2 separate regions of the Anser cygnoides genome follow, and region 2 is linked to region 1. Evidence: chromatin contacts called from public Hi-C data. All regions are on one chromosome and are shown on one strand. The core of a region is the stretch at or near the end of the contact, and the rest is flanking DNA. Distances in the headings are between cores, read along the strand shown. Region 1 holds the start of MRPL48 (mitochondrial ribosomal protein L48). Region 2 holds the start of SPCS2 (signal peptidase complex subunit 2).

Region 1 (4,635 bases), core at 1,046-3,545:
GGGGAGAGGTATTAAAGGGAATCGAGGGGGGTTATAGCTCCCCTCCAGGAACATCCAGCATTTGAGGCCATGGAATAAAGCACCATCGTGGGCACGACACGCTCGTAATTGCAGCGCTTGTCACGGCCTCACCCCGTAAATTAATGGGGTCGGTTAATTCCCCTCGAGGCACAGCCGTCCCTCCTCAAGCACGGCCTTGCGTCCACGGCTTCAAAGTTTACCCGAGGAGAAGCCCAGCCCTCCTGGAATGGGAGCGTAGGTCTGAACCCAGCTCAAACTCCAGCAGCGCTCCTCGCTGAAAGCGCCTTGGGGTTATCAAACAAGCGTCACTGCCAAGGTGGCCCTGCCTGGGGCTGCGGAGGAGTGATCAAAGGGCAGGACAACATCTGGTCCACACGAGCAGCTTTGTCGTGTCCAGGGAGTGCCACGAAAACACGGCTCAGGTCTGGGAGCCCGCGTCCTCGCAAAGCAGGCAGGCTGAACGCGAAGGTGGTGCTGAGCCCAGACCGTGGGTGGAGGGGACAGAACAGCCCTGCGCACGGCATAAAGCCCACCTGGGCTCTGTTTTTGCGTGGACCTTGTTCTCTCACCTTTCTCCTCCTCCCTCCATGCATACCTGGGGGTGTCGAGGGCGCGTTGGGAGCTCCGTGCGCTCAGCAAGCGAGGGCAGGGGCCGGCAGGGTGGATGACGGAGCAGGAAGCAGACACGCGAGTCTGCTCGGCTGCGGAGATTTGCCGTGCCAACGAACGCTGATGAAACTCTAAAGAGAGAGTGAGAAAGTCCATCAGGAGCCCTGCCAGCTCCAGCCAAAAGCGATCGGGGCAGCGATCGGTCCGCGGGGCTTTAAATCCTGCCCTGAAACCACGCTGCCAGGCAGCTGCTGCCCGGGAGGGAGGGCGCTGAGATGGGGGCTCAGCCCCAGGAGCGTCTGCCAGGCAAGAACGGGGAAATTGGGGCCAGGTTGAAGTGTGGGGAAGAGCTTCGGGGAAATTAAGGTTTGGGTTGGTGAAAAAGAGGAGCAGCAGAGGGCTAAGAAGGGTGCCAGGGACAGCCAAGACCCTGCGAGGGTCTCTTCAGTTCCATTAAACTGTAAGGAGCTGATACCTTTCTTTGCTGTTGTTTAAGAGGAATCAAGGTGTGACTGTGTTGTTTTTTCCAGGCAGACCTCCTCGCCTACCTCCCCTCAGCGATAAACAGGCATTATATATAAATCAGAGAGGCTCCTGCCAGCCCCACTCTTTCCATTTAAAATATTTTAGGGAATTGCCTTGAGAGGGACAGAAACAGGGGTAAAAGTGCGGGCAGTAAGGCAGGATTTACCTCAGCAGAGCACCCTGCTTCAAAAAAAAATAAAATCGTGTTTATTTCTCCCACAGGCCACACGCGTGCCTGCTGCAGGCCCCCAGTGCCGTTCAATCCTCCTCCTTCAGGCTCGAGGCCCCTGGCCTCCTGCCAGCGTGGACACAGCTGACCCTGTAACTGCTACGTGGATGTTTACTAAGGGCTAAGGTCCGGTCCTGCCTCTGCAAGCACTAAAAATAAAACTTTTCTGTGCTCTGGGCAGCAGGGCTGCCCCCGATAGCTTTAGGAGCATCCCCTCAGCCCAGGACGACCCCAAGCGCCCTTCAGGCAGGAGAAGGAGCCTGGGGGGAGCCTGCTGGGTGCTGGCTGTGATCCTACAGCCGGAGGGGACGGAGCTGGGCCGCCTGAGGGCTGACAGGGACGACCCCATGGCTGCCAGCCCCACAGCCCCGCTCCCCTCACAGCGCCCCTGCGCCGCCCTAACATGGCCGCCGCCGCGCGGGCCACACTCAAGATGGCCGCCGCTCGGCGCTGGGGCGGGGCCTGGCTGGCTGCGCTCAGCGTGCCACACTCAACATGGCCGCCGAGCCGCGACGCAACGGCGTCCGGCTGGTATTGATGGACACAGCAGAGAACCAATCGGATTGCGAGAAGAGAGGGGAAGGCCAATCACGCTGCAAGAAGCGAGGAGGAGGGCCAATCAGACCGCGGGGGCGGGCGGCGGGTAGCGAGGCGAAGCGGCGAGCGGGCAGGGTTGGGTGCGCTGCGCTGGCCCTGGTGTGGGGGCAAGGACAGGGATAGGGACAAAGACAGGGATAGGAACAAAGACAAAGACAGGGACAGAGACAAAAACAGGGACAAAGATAGGGACAGGGATAGTGTGTTTTCCCTTCTACGCAGCAGGAGTGTCCCCTGTTTGCTCCTGCGCTGTACAAATGCCCGTTATGGCGGTCTCTGCCCTCCCCCGTCAGCACAAGCAGACATTTTCCCCACGCAGCCCCCGCTGCCTGCCGCCATCCCTCCTCCATCCCCCTGCGGCTCCCCCACCGCCGGGGTTTCGCCCTATAACGCCCCAAAAGGAAAGGGGACAGGCGGCGGAACGCGGGGCGGGGGCCGCGGGGTGCGGGGGGAGCGCTTTGGGCGGCGGACGCGGCTCTGTGGGGATGAGCGCGGCGGGGTCCAAGGTAATGGGGTGGGAGGTGGATTAGGTCGGAAATTAGGAGAAATGAGGAGACATTTCTTCTCAGAAAGGGCCGTCAGGCGTTGGGACGGGTTGCCCAGGGAGGTGGTGGAGTCCCCGTCCCTGGGGGTGTTCAAGGCAAGGCTGGACGTGGTGCTTGGGGACATGGTTTGGTGGGGGACAGTGGTGGTAGGGGGGTGTTGGGCCAGATGATCTTGGAGAGCTTTTCCAACCTTAATGATTCTGTGACAGGCCCAGATTCTGTTACTGGTGATGGGTCTGGAGGTGTAGGGCCTCCCCACCCCTCCCTGGGAGCCCAGGGACCACCCCAGTGCCACAGGGTCCAGGACAGCCCCCAGCCCTGTCACCACCATCGGGGACCCTTCAGCTCTCCGGTCCTCCCCACGCCGTATCTCTCTGGTGGCGAGGCGAGGGTGTCAACCAGATGCAGCCCACCAGGGCTGTGGTGACGGCAGAGCAACGCTCCCTTTTTCGCTCCGCCATGGCCGAGCTGCGTTGTCGCTGGTCCGCGCGGAGCTGGGGCAAGCGCAAGGGTTGTTCGCGTGACCGTTGTAGCCCGGAGACGTTGGGGCGGTGCGAGGGGCGAGTGGGATCTGTAACCGCAGGGAGGAGGATCTCCAACCCCGACTCCTTCAAAGGAAGGTGAGGGGGGTGCGGGAGAACCTCGTCGTAGTCACCATCACCCTCCTCCTTTGTCACTTCCCTCTGCGTGGCGGTGGTGTTGTGGGGAGCGGTAGCCGTGGGTGGATCGGGAGGTTTGTTGGCGCGTTCGGAGGGTTTGGGGTGTTGTTTCGAGGGGTATGTTCTGGGAGGCGCCGCTGAAAATTCACCGAGCTTGCTTTGTGACTGCGGTGCAGGTGCTGTGCCTGAAGAAGGGAATGCTGCTGAAGCAGGTGTTCGCTCTTAGCAGGTGAGTGGTTTGAAATCAAATCTGTTAAACAAAACACAGCATAAGGGGTTAAGAACACTTGATCGCTGCTACAGACTGGGTCAGAAGACATACGCGATTTTAAAAAGTACTTCTTGATAAGGAAAGTTTTCTGATTGTGGAGGGAAGACTTTCAGCTGAAATCAGGGAGGTGAAAGACCTCTAGGATGAGGACAGGAGAGAGTCTCTGATAGCAGGATCTGATCCGTGGCTGATGGATTTGAGGCTTTGCGGAGATCGGCCAGATATGTAGCGTTTCCATAGCTGTGTGAGATTGGAGTTTTAATGATTATCTTGTTTCCTACAGATAATAATTGTCTTGTTTCCTACAGAGCAGCAACACCCCGAGAAAGCCGTCTGTGTGCTGCAGGTAAGGCTTCTCATCAATCCCATGCAAGACAAACTTTATCTACATAAATATTTCACATTTGAGTGTTCACGTCTCCTTTTGATTTTTTTTTGTCAGTCACATTTTGGCTGGTTAAATAACCCCAGCGCGTGCTGTTGCGCTTCCACCTATACCTTTTTTTTCCCCTAACCTTTTCTCCTGTTTCCCCTTTCTTGGCTGGGCAGATGCTCCTGTTCATGGCGTTACGCTGCAGGGTGGCACCAGCCAGCCCCTGTTGCTCTACTGCTGCCCAGGAAGTGAGTTATACCCACAGGAGGTTCCACTTTAACATTTGTTGAGCTGGTGGAGTCCTCTGTTTAAATTTGAAGTAGAATTTGATTTTGACATGGAGGCAAAGTGTAACCAAGTGGCTTAGATCCTTGGTGCTCAGCTTCTCTTTGCTGTTCTGAGCTTCGTTTATTAAAATGAAAGCTGTGGAGGGTTTCATTTTACTCTGGAGAAGGAAGTATAAATAAAAGCTGATGCCATTTTGATTTGGCTTCCTAGCATATGAATATTTGAACAGGCTGGATTTAAAATTAAGCGGGCTCAGATCCATCATAACAACATCGCTGCTGTCACGTAAGAGGAGACAGATGCAACGTTTCATTAGGATCCTCACCATCCACTGGTGCTGACAAGCCTGCCTCTTTTTTTTTTTTTCGTTTTGTTTGCTTGAGAATTTGCCTGGGAAATGAGTCACTTTTAATCTCTACCTCCCTTACGGGTTGCTCCCCGTAACCGACTGTGAATTGTAGCAAGCCTGATGGGCTACACGGGCTGCTCGCGTGGGGTAGAGACCGCTGAAGCCTTGG
Region 2 (4,635 bases), core at 1,512-4,011, 140 kb after region 1:
GGCGTGGGTGCGACTCGACTCCCTTCTGTTAAAAATCGAGTGAAATGGCATCGTCAGAGGCCTCACTTCTCTGCCCCACCGGGGAAAGCTCCCCAGGGGAAGCAAACGTGGTGTTCTGCAGCCAGGGGACTCGGGACCTGGCCGCACAGCCCTGTAAGAACGAGGCTTCAGCACCAAGCGTGGCCGGCGGCTACCTTATTTGAAACTAAGAGAAGATAAAAAAAATAAAGAAATGCAACTTCTGAAAGCCAGAAACCAGCCTCCCGGGGACCCCGGCTGCTCAGTAAAGCTGCTGCCTGCAGCAGCCAGGAAGCGTTCTGCTGTTAGCTCCAAGAAAGGGGCAGGAACACAAGCGCTTCGTGTCACTGCAGCCACCGCCGCATCCGAGCACGCACACAGCTCATTTGTCGAGCTCTCACCTTCCCCTAAACCCCTGCTCACCGTTCCCTCCTCAGCGGGAGACAAACCCCAGGGGAAGTTTCAAGACGTTCACGTCTCGGACGCGAGGCGCAGCACGAACTTCACCTTTTTCCCCTGCCTTGTTCCTTCTGCTCTCCTGCCAGCCTCATTTACACCACGTCCAACTCCAGCCTGCGACACCTTCTGGCAGCTGCCTTGTCTCTTCGAATCTCGCTCGGAAGTTTACGGCACGGTTTGGGTATTGCAAACATAAACAATCAAGCCACAGAGTAACAAAGATTTGTTGCCACTGCAATATCAACACCAGCGCAGGCTACCTAAGCTCTTCAAGGAGAGTAATATCCCTGCATTGCACCTGATCTGTGTTTTCTAGTAGAAGGGCGGAAAGAAAACAGCTTCCCCTTCTTAAACCCTACGATCAGGAACTTCTAACAGGCCTCGAAGGAACATCCGCAGCAGCTGGGAACCAGGATGTGGCTTACGAAACCTAAAAAAAAGGGCTGAGGCTCTGGTTAAGAACTCGGTGCCGCGCTGCTGGCAGCTCAGAGAAATAAAATGGTGAAACCTCAAGGTGCTGAGGACCCGAGAGTCGCTGTCACGCCAGCCTGAAGTCAGCCAGCGCGCGCTCCGGGGTGGCCCTGGTTACGTGAGGTCAGGAGGAGCTACCTGATTTTCACGGACACTGAAAGAACATGAGAAGGACAAAAGAAAGCGGGGAAAAAAGCAGGTAATTAACGTGCCTGTCTTCCTAAACTCCCCCTGATTCAGCTTACCAGCAAAGTACAAACAGGTACGTGAAACAAGCAGCCTGTTGTAGGACTTTAAAGCCTTGGCGTTGAGGCGCTGTTTTTCAATTTGAGAAAAACGTGAGCAATTAGGGACTGAGAAGACAATTTTCCAGGTGATACCTCTGCAACAGATAGCCCGGTTCCCGAAAACGGTCAGACTTCATCTAAGTCATCAAGGGGGAGGAAATGAAGGCGCATGGACCAGCACTGGGAAGAAAGGGAGAGGAAAACAGAGCAGACTCAAGCGTGCACACGTGCTTCGTGCACAAACCCTGATGGAACTTCTCAGTGAGTCCTTCCGGAGCGATTCAGCTCCCGCAGCAGCAGTGCCTTTCCCTCACCAACGATCTCATTTCCTTCCGAAATAACCGGCGCTCGGACACACGGCACGTGGCGGAGGGCGCGGGGATGCCTCGAGAGCGTGACACTTGTTAAGTTCCTGCAGCGTAACCACAAAGCGCTCTCGTTTCAGAGCTGCAAGCCGAGCACACCTGCGGGAGACGTCCGGAGATATTTTGCCGGCACCGTCCCCTAAAAGAATTTACTTAGGGGGTTAGCTGACCATTTTAAAGAAACGCCACCAGACGTTGCATACAGCGAGGGTGACTTCAGCAGATACGCAGCAAGGGTGACCTCAGCTTCAGCAGACACGAGGAAACGGCGCTCTTTAGGAATTAGGAGTATATAGAGATTAATGAAAATAGAAATGAAAATAGAGTTAAAGCGTTTCCAAGTGCAGCCGGCCTTCTTTTGAAGTTGAGCGGAAGATGCCACATACGCCACTCTGTAGATACGCCCTGACACAGGGGCAGCTGCTTTTGTCTTCTCGGGAATAAAAGGGAATAAAACGCCCCCAGATCTTTAGTTTTGCCTGCCAGCAGGGCCCAGCAACCCCCAGACACAACAAAGGGGCTGCGCCACGAGCACCTGAAACCGGGCTGCGAGCAAAGCTGCTGCTCCGAAGGGGGACCAGGGAGGGGTCTGGGGTGGAAGGGGCCCTAAAGCCCTCTCAGCCTGGGCACCCCCAGCCCCTCTGGGCAGCCTGGGCCAGGCCCTCAGCGCCCTCAGAGGGAAGAATTTCTTCCCAACGCCTCCCCGAAGCCTCCCCCCTGCCAGGCTCCAGCCGGTGCCCCTCGTCCTGTCCCCCCAGCCCTGACAAAGAGTCCCTCCCCAGCTTCCCTGCCCCCCCTGCAGGCCCTGGCAGGCCGCCTGGAGCTCCCCCGTCCCGCCCCGCACCTTGTCGAGCAGCCCGTTCCTGCCGCCTTTGGCCGCCATCTTCTCGCCTCCCTCCTCCTCCTCCTCCTCCGCCGACCTGGGCGCTGCGGATTGGCCGCGCGAGGCACGCTGGGAGTTGTAGTTTTCTGCCCCCCCTCCCGTTGCCATGGCGACGGCGCGGCGAGGGGAGGGGGAGAAGATGGCGGGCGCGGCGCGGAGGCCGAGGGGGGAGAGGGGGAAGAGGGCGGGCGGCGCCGGGTCTGTGGGGTGAGGAAGGGGGGTGACGAGTGCTGTGGGCGCACGGATTGAAGTGTCGGGGTGCATCTGGGCCGTGTGGGGCTGCGGGAGTTGTGTGGGGGTGTTCAGGCGGGGTTACGTGTGGTGCTGTTCCGTGCATGTGGGTGTTCATGCGGTGCCGGTGTGTGTGGGCGTGCTGGGTGTCTGGGGCGCTGTAGGGGACGTACACGAGTGTGTCAGGACTGAGGGAGGCGCGTGTGCAAGGTGGGCTGTGAGTGGGGTGTGCGTGGGGAGCGGTGGCGCGGGCGGGTGGGGATGCTGGGGGCTGCTGGTCAGAGACACGCCAAATCTTTTAGGTCGGAAAAGTTCTCCAAGATCGCCTAGTCCGACCTTAAGCTGACAGAGAAACAAGTCTCATGCGTTTTTCATAAACGCCTGAACCTCCTTGAAGATTTCCTAACGTGACCCGCTCACCACAAGGCACCTAATTTCCAGCACACCTGTACCTTACCCGTGCTTTTGGCTCAATTTCCTCACATTCCTGTGATGTCAAATTCCCAGTCTCCTTCCTCTGTACCCCCGTGAAGCAAGGCCTCAGAAGTCCTGAGATTTAAAGGTATTTTTTCACAAGTCACACGGGCAGCTGCGTGCCCCTGGCATGCCCTGTGCCACCACCATCTCGCCGCTGTGCCACCCAGCAGTGCCAGCATGGCGCTGAGCACCTCCGTGGGTGCTGAAGCACCATCGTTACCCGTACCGATGGTGCTGTGCTTCATGCTACAGTTAATTACTGATGTAGCACCCCCGAACTGTATTTCCAAGGACTGAAAGGTGGGTGATTTTTTTTCCCAGAGCCTCCTCAGATTGCAAGGGAAAAGAGCCGGGGGAAGGAGGAATGGGTAAAGCCGCAATCCCCTGAGTCACCGTCCACACAGCCTGACCCGCACGCTCTCTGGTGTCTGCATTTTGCTCTCCTGAGATGGAAAATAATGCACATATGCCTATCACCTCATTTTGTTCTCCATTTTAGAAGCGATGCTCTTCATGTGGCACTAACAGTGTTCCTTTGCGTACAAGCCGATACTTAATTTGTGACTACCTCTGTAAAGAGCTGCTTAAAGCAAAGTAATGCTGGAAGTAGTGAAAAATTTAACTCATTTATTTATTTCCCACTTTTCCCAGGAATACTGCAGTCGAGATGGCTACAACCGGACTCTATAAAATGGGTGATGGAAGCAATTATGCCACGAACTGCTTTCCTGCCAGAAACATTTTGCACAACAGTAAAGAAGTGACGCTGACTGCTGCTGGCGAAGTCACCCTGCAGAATTATGGCATGCCCACAGGGGCAGATCCACCAGCCATGCCAGATACATTTAGCTGTGGTTTTCTGCATCAACATCACAGCTGATAACCCAGATAACAGAACTTAAAGCTATGCCTAAACTGGCCTAAAAAAAGTCTTAAAATTGTTTAAGACTGAAATGAAGAGGGCAGAATCTTTAAGGCATCTGTTCAATAAGAACTCCAGCAGACATCTCAACATTATGGCAGGGGGGAAGCAACATCTAAGCTTCAGGAAAGGCACATGGATAGCACGGCATGGTTCTTCATCAGTTGTTCTGAGCCAGAGCTTCTTCGTCTCTGGGGTTTGAGAGTCACATCTGTGAAATGCTTAGGAATGGCAGAAATGCCTTCTAATATTTGAGAAATAGCGAAGAGGTCTACAGGGCTGGTTGGGGCTGGAACACGTAACCCTTTAGGAGAGGTTGAGGGCTCTGAGCTTGTTTCCTCTTGCCAAGAGGAGACCAAGGGGAGACCAGACTGGGGCTTACAGCTGCCTGAAGCACAGCTACAAAGACAACGAAGCCAGACTCCTCTTAGTAGTGGCAGATGGTATAATGAGGTAAAAAATTGCAGCCTGGCAGGTTTAGGTTGGATGCTAGCAGAAACTTCTGCACTGGGTGCAGGCCAA

What was found. A called contact is a pair of places that touch in the nucleus more often than the background predicts.
Region 2: a contact with region 1 is called in a Hi-C map of liver, with 9 times the contacts expected there. The contact joins the promoter of SPCS2 here to the promoter of MRPL48 in region 1. A contact is called at or near these places in 2 of 7 Hi-C or Micro-C datasets (both in liver).

What each region holds. Positions count from the first base shown.
Region 1 is chr1:211,129,329-211,133,963 of Taihu_goose_T2T_genome, forward strand. MRPL48 (mitochondrial ribosomal protein L48) reads left to right here and starts at 2,296. Exons shown (of 8, transcript XM_048047981.2): 1 at 2,296-2,487; 2 at 3,362-3,414; 3 at 3,765-3,802. The coding sequence starts at 2,467.
Region 2 is chr1:211,265,770-211,270,404 of Taihu_goose_T2T_genome, forward strand. It overlaps SPCS2 (signal peptidase complex subunit 2), which reads right to left and starts at 2,762. Exons shown (of 5, transcript XM_066990066.1): 1 at 2,445-2,762. The coding sequence starts at 2,747. XRRA1 (X-ray radiation resistance associated 1) reads left to right here and starts at 4,069. Exons shown (of 18, transcript XR_010828472.1): 1 at 4,069-4,635.